Linked DNA regions of Sus scrofa: region 1 is linked to region 2. A link is a contact called in public HiChIP or PLAC-seq data. All regions are on one chromosome and are shown on one strand. Each heading gives the region's core, a stretch centred on a gene start, on an enhancer-like site or on the middle of the called end of the contact. The rest is flanking DNA. Distances are from core to core; before and after follow the strand shown.

What was found. HiChIP or PLAC-seq counts read pairs in DNA pulled down with a chosen protein or histone mark.
Region 1: a contact with region 2 is called in an H3K27ac HiChIP or PLAC-seq map of alveolar macrophages. The contact joins two enhancer-like sites. A contact is called at or near these places in 3 of 5 promoter capture datasets (fetal liver, fetal skeletal muscle and skeletal muscle), 9 of 47 Hi-C or Micro-C datasets (embryonic fibroblasts, fetal heart ventricle, fetal liver and 5 more) and 2 of 2 datasets of contacts at active chromatin or transcription factors (alveolar macrophages and skeletal muscle).

The regions. Positions count from the first base shown.
Region 1 is chr13:125,755,704-125,763,533 of Sscrofa11.1, forward strand. No RefSeq gene overlaps it. Among named protein-coding and RNA genes, the nearest start is that of LPP, 23 kb to the right of the region's middle. Within about 2 kb of position 6,003, at least 9 of the 83 cell types and tissues checked have an H3K27ac peak or open chromatin away from gene starts, as enhancers often do. A contact at or near this core is called in alveolar macrophages, where this site is marked.
Region 2 is chr13:125,413,256-125,421,202 of Sscrofa11.1, forward strand. LOC106508008 (a long non-coding RNA gene) reads left to right here. Exons shown (of 5, transcript XR_002337803.1): 2 at 652-767; 3 at 4,774-4,853. Among named protein-coding and RNA genes, the nearest start is that of BCL6, 27 kb to the left of the region's middle. Within about 2 kb of position 6,431, at least 2 of the 83 cell types and tissues checked have an H3K27ac peak or open chromatin away from gene starts, as enhancers often do. A contact at or near this core is called in alveolar macrophages, where this site is marked.

The DNA.
Region 1 (7,830 bases), core at 4,753-7,252, 340 kb after region 2:
TGTGCATGAATCAAATGAGGAGCCTGATTGCACTACTATTTTAAAGAGCCAATTAAAAAGTTCATTAAGTGATACTGGTGTGTTTTAGTTCAGGTAATGGAAGTGTAAAGTTATACATGGCATTAACAAGCTGGAAGTTACCTCTGGATTTAATGGCAAAATTCATTTCTTCCCCTTTCTAAAATACCCTCCTGGAGGACAGCTATGTGTTTCCACCAGAGACAAGGCATAATTAGGGCACAAAAAAGTAAGCCATATATGTGTACTCAGAGAGTTCAATGACTAAAGCTTTATAGTCAGTCCTTTAAAAGAAAGGCTGACTTGGAGTTCCCATCGTGGCTCAGTGGTTGGCAAATCCGACTGGGAACCATAGGGTTGCAGGTTCAATCCCTGGCCTTGCTCAGTGGGTTGGGGATCTGGTGTTGCCATGAGCTGTGGTGTAGGTTGCAGACACGGCTTAGATCCCGTGTTGCTGTGGCTCTGGCATAGGCCAGCAGATGCAGCTCCGATTCAACCCCTAGCCTGGGAACCTCCATATGCCACAGGAGCGGCCCTAGAAATGGCAAAAAGACGAGAGAGAGAGAGAGCGAGAGAGAGAGAGAGAGAGAGAGAGAGAGAGAGAGAGAGAGGGAGAGGGAGAGGAAGGAAGGAAGGAAGGAAGGAAGGAAGAGAGAGAGAGAGAGAGAGAGAGAAAGAAAGAAAGAAAGAAAGAAAGAAAGAAAGAAAGAAAGAAAGAAAGAAAGAAAGAAAGAAAGAAAGAAAGAAAGAAAGAAAGAAGAGAAAGGCTGACTTGTAAGTTCTCCAATCTAGAGCTTGGAGCTTTAACCAATCATGCACTTGCTACCAGGACTTGGAATCTTTAGTAAATGAGTCCAGATAGAGGAAAAAATTGCAGGTCGGGCAGAGCACCCACACATGGACCAGACTGTTCCTAAAATATGATCTGGACTGTAGATCTTGCCTGTTTCCCAAGCTCATTCTTTCAGTCTCCCACTTGTTTTGTGAGCCCAAATATCACTTCAGTAAGTACCTTTTCACAGGAGACCACCAGAGTCTGTTTCTGTTGCTTACAGCCAACGATCCTGATTATCTCTAGAGGAGCTAATTCCTCCCTTAGAAAGCTTGATACAAGCAAATGACAGACATCCTTACTCAGTTACAGAGAGACTGCTATGGCACTATAAATTTCTAATTACTCTACAAAAATGGGACTAGCTGCCACATTAAAAAAGTGGTACATTTCTGGTTGAGACAAAGAGGGAACTACCATTTGTCAGAGAAGCTCTGGAAGGGACTCTTGGATTTGGCAGGAGAATGGACAAGAATATAATCAACAGGTTTAATGAAAATGCTTTCCGAGGGCTAGAGACCCATGGTTTTTTCAAGCTATGCCTCTCAGCTGGCTGAGACTCGCTGAAGGCTCTCAGGCTGGAGGACTTGGGATTTGGGCTGAGCGCTGGTGGGAAGAGTTGAAGGTAACATCTTTCTCTGGTTTCCTTGAGACCAAGTTGTTAAATCTGGACCAGTTCCTTGATTGTCTGTGAGGGGTAGCAAGCCCCATTCTCAGTGATGAGGTGTGACCTCCCCAAAGCCTTTTTTATCTAGCAGTTTTTCAGTTGGTTCTTTGCACATTCTAAAGTAATATCTTTTTGCTCAATAAGGAGCAAAAGCTACTCTGTTCCTGGGGTAGGAATCTTGGACTGGATAATCCATCAGGTGGCTTATTCAAAGACACATAGTCTACAAGGTGAACTAGACTGCCCCGAGATAATCTATGAGGCTGAAAGAAGATCCAAAAAGCATACATTAAAATCCAACTCTAAAGAATTGAAGTCTATAACCAATGCATCAAGTGATGTGATCATGCACAGACCATCTTATTAGGTTCCCTGGCCATCTGTCAGCTCAAGTGCCTCCTTTCAGGCTGAGAAACTAGCTGCCTGGAGAAACAGTGTCTTCCCTGCCATCACACTCTGAGTTGGGATCCACGCTAGAACAGCATCTATGGCACCCTACACCGTGTTCCTCCAGCTGTCTCCCACAACGTTCCCTGTCACCTCCAGCCCCACCTGGCAGGCTGCTATCTTCTCAGCAAGGACTGAGCAGGTCTCCGCTCACACCCCCTCAGGGAGCTGTCTGTGACGCTCGTGTGTGGGGGGAAGCTCTCACTAGGTTCCTGCTTATGCCAAAAACACCCTGGGAATAAATAAAGGTCCCCACTCTCACGCCTTCTCCTCCTACCAAGGATGTACGTGAAAAAAAAAAAATTTAAAAATAAAACTCGCAGAGGAAGGGATTCTCTGCTATTGAAAGACATTCCTTAACACATATTATTCAGTTAATAATTTGACTGATTCCATGAATATTTTTTAGAGCCAGAAATAGGGCCTAAGAAAGCAAATAGTCCAAAGCCCTTTATTTACAAGTGGACAAACTGGAGCTCAGAGCCGAAAAGGGCATTTGATTAGCTCAGTGGGCTTTCCCTTGGACTAGAACACTATTTTCCCTTCCTCGGGGGCTTCCTGAAGTGGTTAGGGCTTGCATGGATGACATAGACTAAGTAGCTTAAGAACACTGGTGCATAATTCTTTTGGACTCCAGGAAAGAGTCTGAGCTGCTTTCACCAAAGCCTTCTGGTAGGGCTGCTGGGGGGAAAGGTGAGGGCTTTAGAGCCAACAAACTCTTTTTGCAGTGGAACCAGGGACAAGTCAACCTTTCAGAGCTTCAGTTTACCTGTCTGCAAAATAAGAAGGATAAAACCAGCTAACCTGCTGTCTCTATGGTTGTCTGGAGGATTAAAGATGATAATTTTGCAAAGCCTCTAGCCAATGCCTAGCACACTGTCAAGGAGCAGTACCAGTTCCTTCCTTTCCTGCCTGCCCCCCTGCCCACCGCCTCACTTCTTCCTGCCTTGGCATGTGTGGGAAAAACTGAAATAGACAAAAACCACAAGGGGGCTTTTCTTCTTGTTGAAACCTATCTCCCCAACAGTAAAGACATTTGGCCCAGGGGCTTCAAGACCCCTGAAGGCCCTACTATAAATATCTTTGGTATGGTAGTGTGCACATATAAAGGGCTGGGGAATTTCAGTAGCCAGGTTAGCTAGTCAAAACAAATGTTCTTTATGTTCTAAAAGAATAAAGAGTTCCTCAGTGTCTGGGAACAGATGCAATAGCCCTTTGCCCTGCGGACAAGATTTTTCAGAGAAACAATAAAAGCAGCAAACCCCACTTAAGTCCAAGGACCTGAACTTCTATACACTTCCTTATAGGAATCTGAGATGTCAGATTACCTAGCCTCCTGACTAGCCCTGGAGTCCCATCTGTGTATTTCTGGACATATTAGGGACAAGGAAGTGCTAATTATACGATGGCGGTTAGGTTTTTTATTTAAAAAAGCTTTTTAAAAAATATAAGCTAAGGGAGTTCCCTTCATGGCTCAGCAGTTAACGAACCCAACTAAGATCCATAAGGATGTAGGTTCGATCTCTGGCCTCGCTCAGTGGGTTAGGGATCCAGCGTTGCCGTGAACTGTGGTGTAGGTCATAGATGCGGCTCAGATCCCACGTTGCTGTGGCTGTGGTTGTAGGCTGGCAGCTGTAGCTCTGATTCGACCCCCAGCCTGGGAACCTCCATATGCTGTGGGAGCAGTCCTAAAAAAGCTTATATATATATATATGCTACAATCTACCTCCTGCCACTTCCAACTTTTGATTCTTTTGATTCTAATCCCTGTACCTCTGGGGTCACAAGGGCAAGATCATTACTTTTCTAGGAGTTCTCAAAGAAAGAAAACCATTGCTTTTCTAACATTTGGGTGCAAGGGTTTCTACAAGAATGTTAAAACATAGGCTATTTCCAGTCACTAAAAAGTAATCATGAATATTGGTTTACGGTGACCATAAGTGGGCAGTTATATACATGTAGTGTATAATTTTTCTGTGGTTGAGCTTTAACTCAACTTTTAAGTCACCAGTTTCCAAACATGGCAGAGGTGAAAGGTCTGGGTTTAGATTCAGTAAACTCAGGTTAGACCCTTGCCCAGTCTGCCTGACCTCAAGCAAGTGTCTGAGCCTTGACCTCTCACCTGTGGAAAATGGAGATAACCATGGAGTTGCAGGCTCTGCAGTTAAAAAAAAAGTCTGGAGGAGTTCCCGTCGTGGCGCAGTGGTTAACGAATCCGACTAGGAACCATGAGGTTGCGGGTTCGGTCCCTGCCCTTGCTCAGTGGGTTAACGATCCGGTGTTGCCGTGAGCTGTGGTGTAGGTTGCAGACGCGGCTCGGATCCCGCGTTGCTGTGGCTCTGGCGTAGGCCGGTGGCTACAGCTCCGATTCAACCCCTAGCCTGGGAACCTCCATATGCCGCGGGAGCGGCCCAAGAAATAGTAACAACAACAACAACAACAACAACAACAACAAAAAAAAAAGTCTGGAAATCTGACTTCACGTGTGTGTGGAAGGGAGTGGGAGTTCACTAACTCACTTTAGTTCCTGTCTGAGAGTGAACTGTATGAGCTATGTAAGTGTCATTGCACTCATTTGTAGGGACTGAATCCTTCCTTCAAAATATATCTTAATTGGGTCTTCCCTATTTAAACATTGTTAAAAGGGAAGGTTGGAGTGACGGCCCCCAGGTCATTTCTAAGTCTGTGATACCAAGTTTGAAAACCCCTGAATTTATGACTCTAGTCAGCACTAAAGAATCTTTTTATTACAAACCACAAAAGATGCTGAAAGTAGTTGGTAAACTATGAACTGGACTCAAAATGTAAAAATCATTATGAATTATTTTGAAAAGCCAAGTCTTTGTAAATCCTGAGTATGTAGTTACTTCATCCTCACAAAAAGCCAGCGCCTCTGCAGTTAAAAATCTGTTCCTCAGAACCATCCGTTACATTATTTTTCTCTGTGGTGAGCTTGTGCCCACAGTCTAAAATGGACACTTTCATTTCAGACCCATTTTATTTTATTTTATTTTATTTCCATTTTTAATTTTTTACTTTTTAGAGCCACACCTGTGGCATATGGAAGTTCCCAGGCTAGGGTTACGCCACAGCCACAGCGACGCCAGATCCCAGCCACCTCTGTGACCTACACTGCAGCTTGTGGCAATGCATGATCCTTAACCCACTGAGTGAGGTCAAGGATGGAACCTGCATCCTCATGGATGCTAGTCAGGTTCATAATCTGCTGAGCCACAATGGGAACTCTTCAGACCCATTTTGAAAGGCCCAGAGAGCTTGTCAACAGTCCAGATATCTTCACTAAAATAAGGGCTACTATTTCTTTCAGTGTTATGCATTATACGTATCCTTTAGTCTATGCTATGTAATAAGCCCGTTCAAAACCTTAGTGACCTCAAACAGTCATTAGCTCACAATTCTCGTGGTCAGTGATTCGGGCTGGGTTTAGCTGTGTGGTCATTCTGATGACCTTGCCTGGATACACTCATGCAATTCCAGTCAATTGGCAAGTCTGCTTGGAGCTGATTGCTGCTGGCTTATAGCAAGGCTGTGTGCCTGCATTGTTTAGCAGGTTAGCTCAGGCTTTTTCACATAGAGTTGAGTTTTATACAAAGAGAGAGAGGGCAAAAGCAGAAGCTGTGAGGTTTCCCAAGGCCTAGACTCAGAAGTTGCAAAACATTGGAGTTCCTGTTGTGGCTCAGTGGTTAACAAATCTGACTAGGAACCATGAGGTCATGGGTTCGATCCCCGGCCATGCTCAGTGGGTTAACAATCCAGCATTGCTGTGAGCTATGGTGTAGACTGCAGACGCAGCTCGGATCCCGCATTGCTATGGCTATGGCATAGGCCGGTGGCTACAGCTCCAATTAGACCTCTAGCCTGGGAACCTCCATATGCCGAGGGAGCGGTCTTAGAAAAGGCAAAAAGACAAAAAAAAAAAAAAAAAAAAAAAGAAGTTGCAAAATATATGGCTGCTGTATTCTTGTATCAGTCAAAGTCATGAGGCCAGCTAGATTCAAAGGGTGACTAAGTAAATTCCTCTTCTTTGTGGGAGGAAGAGCAAAGTAACATTGTAAAGAGACTATTGTAGCTCTCTTTGCAAACACAGTACACCTCTAACCAATGTCAGTTTTTGCTTAGAGATACTACAATTGATTTTCTTACTCCTTGATATTTCAACAAGGTCTAACATATGATAAATGCAGTTTGGGATCCAAAATACATACAAGTTGTAGAGAGAGTGAAAATAAATCAGAATTCTTCAGTCATCGGTGCTACTGTAAAGCCTAATCTCCTGCCCACAGTGTCTTGAGGTCTGGCCTGTGCATCTGCTTGCCTCATTAACCTGAGGCTTCTCTTAGGATTGCAGTTTGTCACATGTTACTGGGAAATGACCCATGAAATTTCCTCTGCTGGAGGTCTCTTAACCCATGCATGGTAGAGCCAATGAAGTCTTTAGAAATGTCCTGTGCTTGCTCCTTGCTAGCAACAATTATCTGTCCATAAATGAAATTTGCCTCAGAGAGAAGTGGTCAAATTTATAAAAACATAAAAATGGGGAGTTCCTGTTGTGTCTCAGCAGAAACGAATCATAATTACCCCTCAGACTCTGGTTCAATGGATCTAGAGTAGGTATTCACAGAGTAGTAGAGAATATAAGGTATGAACAGGAAGGAAAATGTAATAAAATTGCTTTTAATATAATAAAAATGTGATAGAAGAGGTATAGCAAAAGCACTGTAGGTATTCAAAAAAAGGAAGATATTTTTAGCTGGAGAGGGAGAAATCTAGAAAGACTTTCTAGAGAAAGAAAACTTTGACTTGAACTTGAGCAGTTGAGATATATTACAGATGTACTGAGGGATCACCTATGGTTGAATGAAGAAAATAGAATGTCTCTATCTCTGGGGATGCAGCAGTGCTGATGATTGGTCTCTGGCCTGTGTTGGCCACAGCAAAGTGTTAGAAGGAGACCTCTCTTGACACCTTTTTTTTTTTTTTTTTTTTTTTTTTTTGCTTTTTTGGGCTTCACCTACAATATGGAAGCTCCTAGACTAGGTGTTGAATTGGAGTTGGAGTTGCAGCTACTGACCTACACCATAGCCACATAGCTGCAGCAATAGCAATGCAGGATCCAAGCCATGTCAGTGACATACACCACAGCTTATGGCAAGGCTGGATCCTTAACCCACTGAGCCAGGCCAGGGATGGAACCCACATCCTCATGGATACTGGTTGGATTCGTAACCTGCTGAGTCACAACAGAAACTCCTTTTGATATTTCTTATCTGCCACATATTTGAATGTCAACTCAAAGTCATTGATATGAATTCCAGAAGACATGACACATACATACATGGAAACCATCCCTAAACCATAAAATTGGAAATAAATGCTAGCTGTTTGTGTTCTAGTAGATTATGCGTTTCATATCATCCAGTTTACACAGCATAACTATGGCCCTAACAGATTATCAATAAAATTCACATGGAATGAATTAAAAATTGGTCACTTAATTGGATCTGGGGCTACACATTGCGAAGACTGACTTGCCTGACTCAGAACTAGAGTGCAAGAAAACTTCATTGTTGATGGTTTGTCATGATGATGATGGAGTTTCTCAGAGGCTAGGACTGCTGAGTCATGGGGGCTCATACACTGACAGTAAGGCAAAAGGTTATTTGGGGACAGCTGTAGCTGCAGAAGGTGTGTCTCCACTTGAGAAGGCAAACAATCAGAGGTGAAGCCTTTAGCTCTAGGTTGCTCTGGAAAAAATAAGGAATACTATAGCAGAAACTAGGTGATGTGCAAATCAAGAAAGATTCAGACTGCGCATTCTTGTAAATATTAAGCATTATTAATAGTT
Region 2 (7,947 bases), core at 5,181-7,680:
AATGGACAAAGTAATGAGTGAACCATCACAGGGAAGCAAAGCCACGAAGTTATTCCATAACAGATGCTGTGACTTGGATTCTATCTGGAGAACAATGTATTTGAAGTGCCCTGTCTTAACTTTGTAACCATCCTTAAATATGGTTATTTCACTTCCCCCCAAATCTTAACACTTTCAGTGTAGGAAGACTTAAATTACTGCTCAGGATTCATGCTCATCCAAAGAGAATTAAAAAGATCATCAGAAAGTCTTTATGTTCTTGAAATGCAGAATTGGAAATGAACCATTTCCCAGTAGTGGGAACTGAAATCCAGTATTAGATCCTCCTTTTTGGTACCTTCTTCCTCTTCCTCCTCTTTCTACCTTAGCCCCTCCCTGCCCCTCCCCTGCACTCAGATTGAAAAAAAAAAAATCATGTGTTTTGAACTAACTTTAGTTTTAGAAAAAGGTATAAACAAAGCACAGATTTATCAGGGCTGTTTTCTAAGTCAAGAAGGCAGATTTCTATAAATTTTTTAAGCCGTTGAATTGATGGGAGAGTTACTAAAACAGGGAGGTAGGATAACTTTATACCAAAGGCCTAACCTAAATGACAGGGAGGACCCTGAGCCAGGTCTATCCTGCTAAGAGATTCCGTGCATCTCTCTACAGCTCTTGACTCTACAACAAACACAGAGCGAATCCCATGAATGTCACGGCAGTGGATTAGGAGCAAGCTGGTCTTGCTAAAGAGGAAAGAAAACCTGAGCATGGGTGCTGGAGAGAAGGTAAGGGCTTCACTCTAGAAACAGAACAAAGCAATGATTAAGATGAAGCAATAGACTTTTGTTTGAATTTAAAAAAAAAACTACTCCAAAGTCCATATTCCACTTCTTATCATCTATGACAATAGGTGCCTAAAAGGAACAAAATACTCAGTGGACTTGAGAAATAAGAGCAAACAATCTCCAAGCCACCAGAGCATGTGGCAAGATAAAGTTCCTAAGAGTTCCCTAGGAGTGGCTCAGCAGGTTAAGGATCCGGCATTGTCACTGCCATGGCTCAGGTATGATCCTTGGCCTGGCAATTTCTGCATGCCACAGGAACAGCCTCCTCCTGCCCCACAACCAGAAAGAAAAAAAGAAAAAGTTCTTAGAACTGGGAGCGCATCTGCCCATGCTTTCCAGTTTTGCCAGCACCAAGCCTATGATGATCAACAGCTCATTTATTTTTGGATTCCTAGAGGTGGGAAGATGAGAATACTGAATGCATAGGGCATTAAAAAAAAAAAAATACACCTTCAACGTGGGAGAGCTGGGAGGATGTCCAAGCTGTCCAAGGGCAGCCACCTCCCCCACATGGTTCCTTTTTTTTCCCTATCCTTCCTGTTCACAACACCTCTCACCCCACCATACCTGTGGAAGCCACGTTCCTGCACAAAATTAAATGTGTTTGGGGGAGAGCAAAGAAAGAAACATAGTACAAAGAGATCATCCTTCTCAACTCCGAAAGCTGGGAATTTCAGTAAGAAAATAGAAGAGTGCTATAAGATTCTAGGGGTTTGGAAGTAAAAAGAAACTATTCAACCTAATTTTTTTTCTTTTTCCTTTTTTTTTTTTTTTAGTCTTTTTTTTTCAGGGCAGCACCCATGGCATATGGAGGTTCCTAGGCTAGGGGTCTAATAGGAGCTGTAGCTGCCGGCCTACAGCAATGCAGGATCTGAGCTTCATCTGTGACCTACCACACAGCTCACGGCAACACCGGATCCTTAACCCACTGAGGGAGGCCAGGGATCAAACCTGAAACCTCATGGTTCCTAGCTGGATCCGTTTCTGCTGTGCCACAATAGGAATTCCGAAAATTTCTTTTCTTTATCACCCATTTGATTGCACATTTTCAGCATGGAATAAACCTATATTAATGTTTTCACATCTTATCAATATGTTTTGAATTAAAAAAAGTTTTGAATTGAGCACCTACTATGTGTTAAGTATCAGGATAAGTATCTTTGCACATACAAAGAACAATCACAGACCTGTCCCTAAAGGAGCTTGTAGTCTAGTTGAGGAGACAAGCATTATACAAGTAAATCCACAGATGACTATGTATTATAAGTTAGGATAACTAAGATACAGGAAATAAGTAAGGTGCTGTGAGATGGGGAAAGAACATCATTTACCTAGAGTACAGGCCTCTCTATTAAAGTAAACTTTAAGCTGAGATCAGAAAAAGGATGGGTTAGCCAGGCCAAGAGTGAGAGGGAAAGTGTGCTGGGCAGAGAAAACAGAGTTTAACAACCCTAAAGAGAGTAGAACCATGGCATATTCAGAGATCTGAAAGAGGCCAGCATGGCACAGAGTGGTAGGAGGAGGGCTTAGAGGGAGAATCAGAAGCTAGACCATGTAGGTCTTTGTAGACCATGGTCATAAATGTAAAGAATATTCTAAGTGTATTAAGTTCTTTAAGGTTTTTCGGCAAGGTGATGCATAATCGGGTTTTTATATTTCAAGAAAAGCACCCCCAGCTATTGTGTGGAAGATGAATTAGAAGCTTGAAGAGATTTTTTTTTTTTTTTTGGCCACACCCACGGCATGCAGACGCTCCTGGGTCAGGGATTGAAATCAAGCCACAGCCATAACCCAAACCACAGCAGCGACAATGCCAGACCCTTAACCCACAGAGCCACCAGGGAGCTCCATTCCATGAAGAGATTGTTGAAGAAGCTGTGGAAGGAGTCCTGCTGAGAGATGAAGGTGACTGGGACTGAGGAGGTAGCAGTGTCAGTGGGGAGGTGTTTGGAAAGGTTTAAGACACGCTTGGAAGGCAAACTGACAAGATCAAAAGAAAGACTGGATGAGCAGGAGTGGGTGGTGAAGGAGAGACGGGTATCAAGAATGAATCCCAAGTTTCCGGTTTAGGCAATTAGGGAGATGTGTTTCTATTTACTTAGTTAGAAACATTGCAGAGGAGGAGCTTGCCAGCAATCAAGAGCTCACTTTTGATCGTGGTGTGTTTGAGATGTCTCTGAGGAAGGTGTCAAAGTAGGCAGTTGGATATTCAGGACCTGATCTCAGAAGAGATGTCTGGTTTGGCGATATCAATTTGGGATTTATCAAAATAGAGGTAGTATTTGAAGCAAGAGGAAAAGATTGGTTTTCATATCAGACCAGGTGTTGAAAAATAAAATAAAAACCCTAAAGGTAGAATGAACCTAAGAAATCCTCCACGCCAAACTCGTTTCTCAATTGATAGCAAAATCGACAGCCAAAGTAAAGCCATTGGTGGAAGTGGAGTTGAAAGGAAACTAGATATCCCTTTAGGGCCAGCACTTTTTTTTTTTTTTTGATTTTACAATGTTTTGTCAACATTTGACATCAAAATGGTTGAGACTGAGAAATCTGCGTGAGATATGATTCTGTAAGTGTGACTCATGGTGTCATGTCTCTCTTTATATATATATATATATATATACACACACACACACATATATATACACACTATACACTTTTTTTTTTCTTTTTAAGCCTGCACTTGTGGCATATAAAGGTTCCCAGGCTAGGGGTCCAATCAGAGCTGTAGCCACCGGCCTCTGCCACAGCCACAGCAACGCAGGATCTGAGCTATGTCTGTGACCTACACCACAGCTCAAGGCAACATCGGATCTTTAACCCACTGAGCAAAGCCAGGGATCGAACCTGCAACCTCCTGGTTCCTAGTCAGGTTCATTTCTCCCATACCATGACTGGAACTCCTCGTTTTATATTTTATGTATGCAGTCAGTAAACCCCCACATCCTTATAACTGACTTGCTCCCTCTTCCATTCAGCAACTAGAAACCTTCTCTGCTGGTTTCCTACATATTGCAAAGAAGCTGCAGTCAGCTCAGTGAACACAACTGGGCAGTTTGCTATCGAGGGGGCCCACACACCTTAGAGAGGGAACTGAACTGCTGAAGGCAACTTCTCTGCAGCAATGTCCTACATAGCTTAGCGGCTGGGGCCCTTGTAATTATTTAGTAACTGGACAGTGTTTCCTCTCCAGTGTGAATGCCTAAAGGTCAAGAGCTACTTTTACTTTCCTTGGTATGTATCTTAATCTCTCCCTGGCACCTATGAGAAGTAACTTACTCATCTAATAGATGTTTTGAATAAGAGAGACCCAATAAACTTTTCATTGGACTTAATGCACTTTTAGTTATCTTTCCATCCTTCCAAGTAAATACAATTACAGAGCACATACTCTGGGTCAGGTATGGTGCTAAATGTTGCAGTTGTGTTTGGTCTTTAAAATACTGGTATTATATAAATGTTGCTATTAGCTACTGTCCAGTGTATTTAGGCTAACTCATCTGTATATATTTGCATATCTTCCATCCAATTCAAAAGATATGTAATGTGCACCAACCACATGTACAGAGGGAAAAGGAGAAGCCTCAGGGTCACTCAGGGCTGTAAGGACAGCGCAGGAGAGCAAGATACGGGACACCAGCAATGAAAAGGGCAATCACTGAGCTACAACAAATAGAGCATTTAAATATGGAAACAATTGCTTCAAACTAAGACATCTAAAAACGTTTCTGGGGGAGGTAGAGTTTGAAGTCATGATAAAAAATTTTGTAATATAGTGACTGTGCCCTTGAAATAAACATCAAAATAATAAAGTAAGCTCTGAAATAATGAGCTGACACATATAGGGGCTTAGTACATACTGTTCTAGGTACTTTGCATGTGTGCACTTATTTAATCCTCACCACTATCTTATGGAATTCATGGTGCTGTTATCCTCATTTTATAGATGGAACACTGAAGCACAGAACGTAACTGACCTAAGGTCAAAGAGCTAACAAACAGAAGTGGGAATTTGAACCCAGCCAGGTAAGGCTTTGCTCTCAGCCATTATGTTCTCCTGCCTTATAAATGAAAGTTAGGCCTTCAATAGCCAGGTTAGGAAGAGAGGGTGTGGGGAAGGAGGGCGTTTCAGGCAGAGAGAAGAGCTGAAACAAGGGCACAGAAGTTAGGTATACATCTCATAATGTTTTATTTTGCCTAGAGAGCTTTCTAGTTTGCAAAGAACTTTCTCAACAGTTCTCTAACATGCTTCTCCTTGTGACCCTGAGAAATATGCTGTGATTATTATTCCAATTAGAAAGATGAGGAGACTGGGACCCGGGATGGAAAGGCACCAGCTGGGCTAGTGAGCTGCAGCATGAAGTTCAAGATGCAGTCGTTTAACTTCAGAGTGGTGCCTTTTCCCATGCTGTGGTGTTAATAAATACATTCATTGCTCCCTGTTCTGAGCAAGACCCTGAGCAAGCCCTTCCGCATATGCCCTAATGCCATCCTTGCAATGGCCCTGAGAGGTAAGTGTTGTTGCATTTCAAAAGCAGAAACGTTTTAATTCTGCCCCTACTTTTCTTTTTTCTTCTTTCTTTTTTACATAATGATTTTTTTTATTATAGCTGGTTTACAGTGCTTTGTCAGTTTTCTACTGTACAGCATGAGTGACCCAGTTACACATACATGTATAGATTCTTTTTTCTCACATTATCATGCTCCATCATAAATGACTAGATACAGTTCCCAGTGCTACACAGCAGGGTCTCACTGCTTGTCCATTCCAAAGGCAATAGTCTGCATCTATTAATCCTAAACTCCTAATCCATCCCACTCCCTCCCCCTCCCCCTTGGCAACCAGGAGTCTATTCTCCAAGTCCATGATTTTCTTTTCTGTGGAAAGGTTCATTTGTGCCATATATTAGATTCCAGATAAAAGTGATGTCATATGGTATTTGTCTTTCTCTTTCTGATTTGCTTCACTTAGTATGAGAGTCTCTAGTTCCATCCATGAAATCTTTCCAAATCTTTTCTTTTTTTCCCAAATATTTTATTGTGAAAATGTAAAAATATAAAGAATATTTAAACAAAATTCATATCTACCATTAGATTCTACTACTAATATTAGTTTTCTTTTTGAGGATACTGATGATTCCCTATGAGGCATGCTGGTTTAGGGGTTCATGCTTTACCCACTCTTTTGGCCCTTGGGAACCCCTGAGCCTGGAGTGTTACCTGCACATGAGCATATGCAGCTTTTCTAAAAATGGAAAATCCAAATTCATCTCTTTGCAAAAATCTTCCAGTTCCTCCTGCATTTGGCCAACCTCTCCTGTGTGGTGAAAGTCACCATTTAAATATGAAACCCAGCTCAGTTTCCAAAAATTTAATTGCATTATTAAGAATTAGTTGAAACTGGGCTTTGTCAATCTCTGAGGGGCAAGGCTGGGACTGAAGCTGACCAAACCATCAAGGCTGGCCAGAAATTCATTGCAATTGCTGAAATACTTAATGTAATCTGGGGCTGTGTTGGTTGGCGACACCACCTCCAGTACAGTGAGTACCCGCTGGGTAGGGCATAGTTCTAGGCTCTCTGGGGGAAATACAAATTAGTGGCTAGAGAGAAAGACTGGCTTTACCACGGATCCAGTGACAAGTATGTCAAAGGCCAAAGAAAGATGATCAGGCAAGAGCTGGTAAAAATTCATAGCCAGCCCCACAGCCGCAGGCAGCAAGAGCTGGATTCCCAACATCAGCTTTCTTTGCACTTGTTCAGTCCAGGAGTCAGGTAGGAAAGATCCTGTGTTCAGCCCTGTTGCCTTCCAGATTTGATTAAGGCTCTTAGGAGAGTCATGACCTCAGCCTGGAATGGCAACACAGGAAAAAGACAACAAAAAAGAAAGAGAAGATGACTAAAGCATTTAGTGCAAGAGGAGGGGCGATGGATGGAGTGAAAACTGGGAAGTTTCCACTTGATTTTCAAGGCCACGGGTATAATGAAAGGCCTCATTTTCTTGTGCTATTGTTAAGCCTTTCAAAAGAGTCTCCTCTGCAAGCCTGCCCCCAAACCATAGGTCTAGGATGATTTCTCTCCATGCCTTTTGGCTTGGTTTGCTGATTTATAAAGGGGGAAAGCAACTGCTACCTTACAGGTATTCTTTTGAGGATTAAATGTGGTAAAGCTCAGTAAATGGCTCATTAACATAAATGTATAGAAAATAGACTGTTTGATATCCTATCCAGCTAGCCCAGCCATCTGGTAAAAAGTAGGACCAGACAGTTAGACTCATGTAACAGAAATTTGGAAATCATCTGATCCAACACCTGAATGTGGTAGATGAGAAGGGAGAAAGCAGCAAGTGCTTCCGACCAAGGGTGCAGAGAAAGACAGAGGCTGAGGAGGGCTTTGTGGGTGTGGGGAGGAATGAGAGACAGAGCTTTGCTGAACCCCTTGTGATATAATCTAAACTCATAATGAAGAGAGACATAGGCAGAGTCTGCATTTCAGAAGTCGAGGCTCAGAGTTTCCAAATGGAAGTAGTCTCCCTCAGATCCAAGAGCTAAAAAGCAGATGAGGGAGATTTAAACCCTGGCTGAGTTCAGAGCCCATGCTCTTGACCTTACACCATCTCACCAGGTTTTCTGCTTCCTTGCAAAGACCCATTTTTCAAGGTTTCCGTAGCACCTTCAGAAAAGAGGGGTGGCTTGGGAAGGGGGTTGTTTTTATGTTTTTTAAAGTCTGTGAATCCCTGTGGAACCCTTCTTTACACAGCTCAGTTTTACAATCTAAGATGTCTAAGTCCACAGGCTGCCCCAGGCCTCTTTCATCCCTAACATTCTCGGTGTTTCACACCAAAAAGAAAATGGTCCTCCTTTGCCTCCAAATCCAAGTAGTCCTTACCTACAAAAATGGCTTCTTTAAAATCATCTGCCTATGTTATTTATGGTTATCTGAGGCCCGTGCAAAGAGACTCACCTTCCATTTCCTTCCCCCAGGACCTAGTAGGTGCTAAATACACTTTCTAGTACATTTTTCTTTTCTTTCTTTCTTTTTTTTTTTTTAAGAGATGCACCTGAGGCATGCAGGCTAGGGGTCGAATGGGAGCTGCGGCCACCAGCGTATGCCACAGCCACA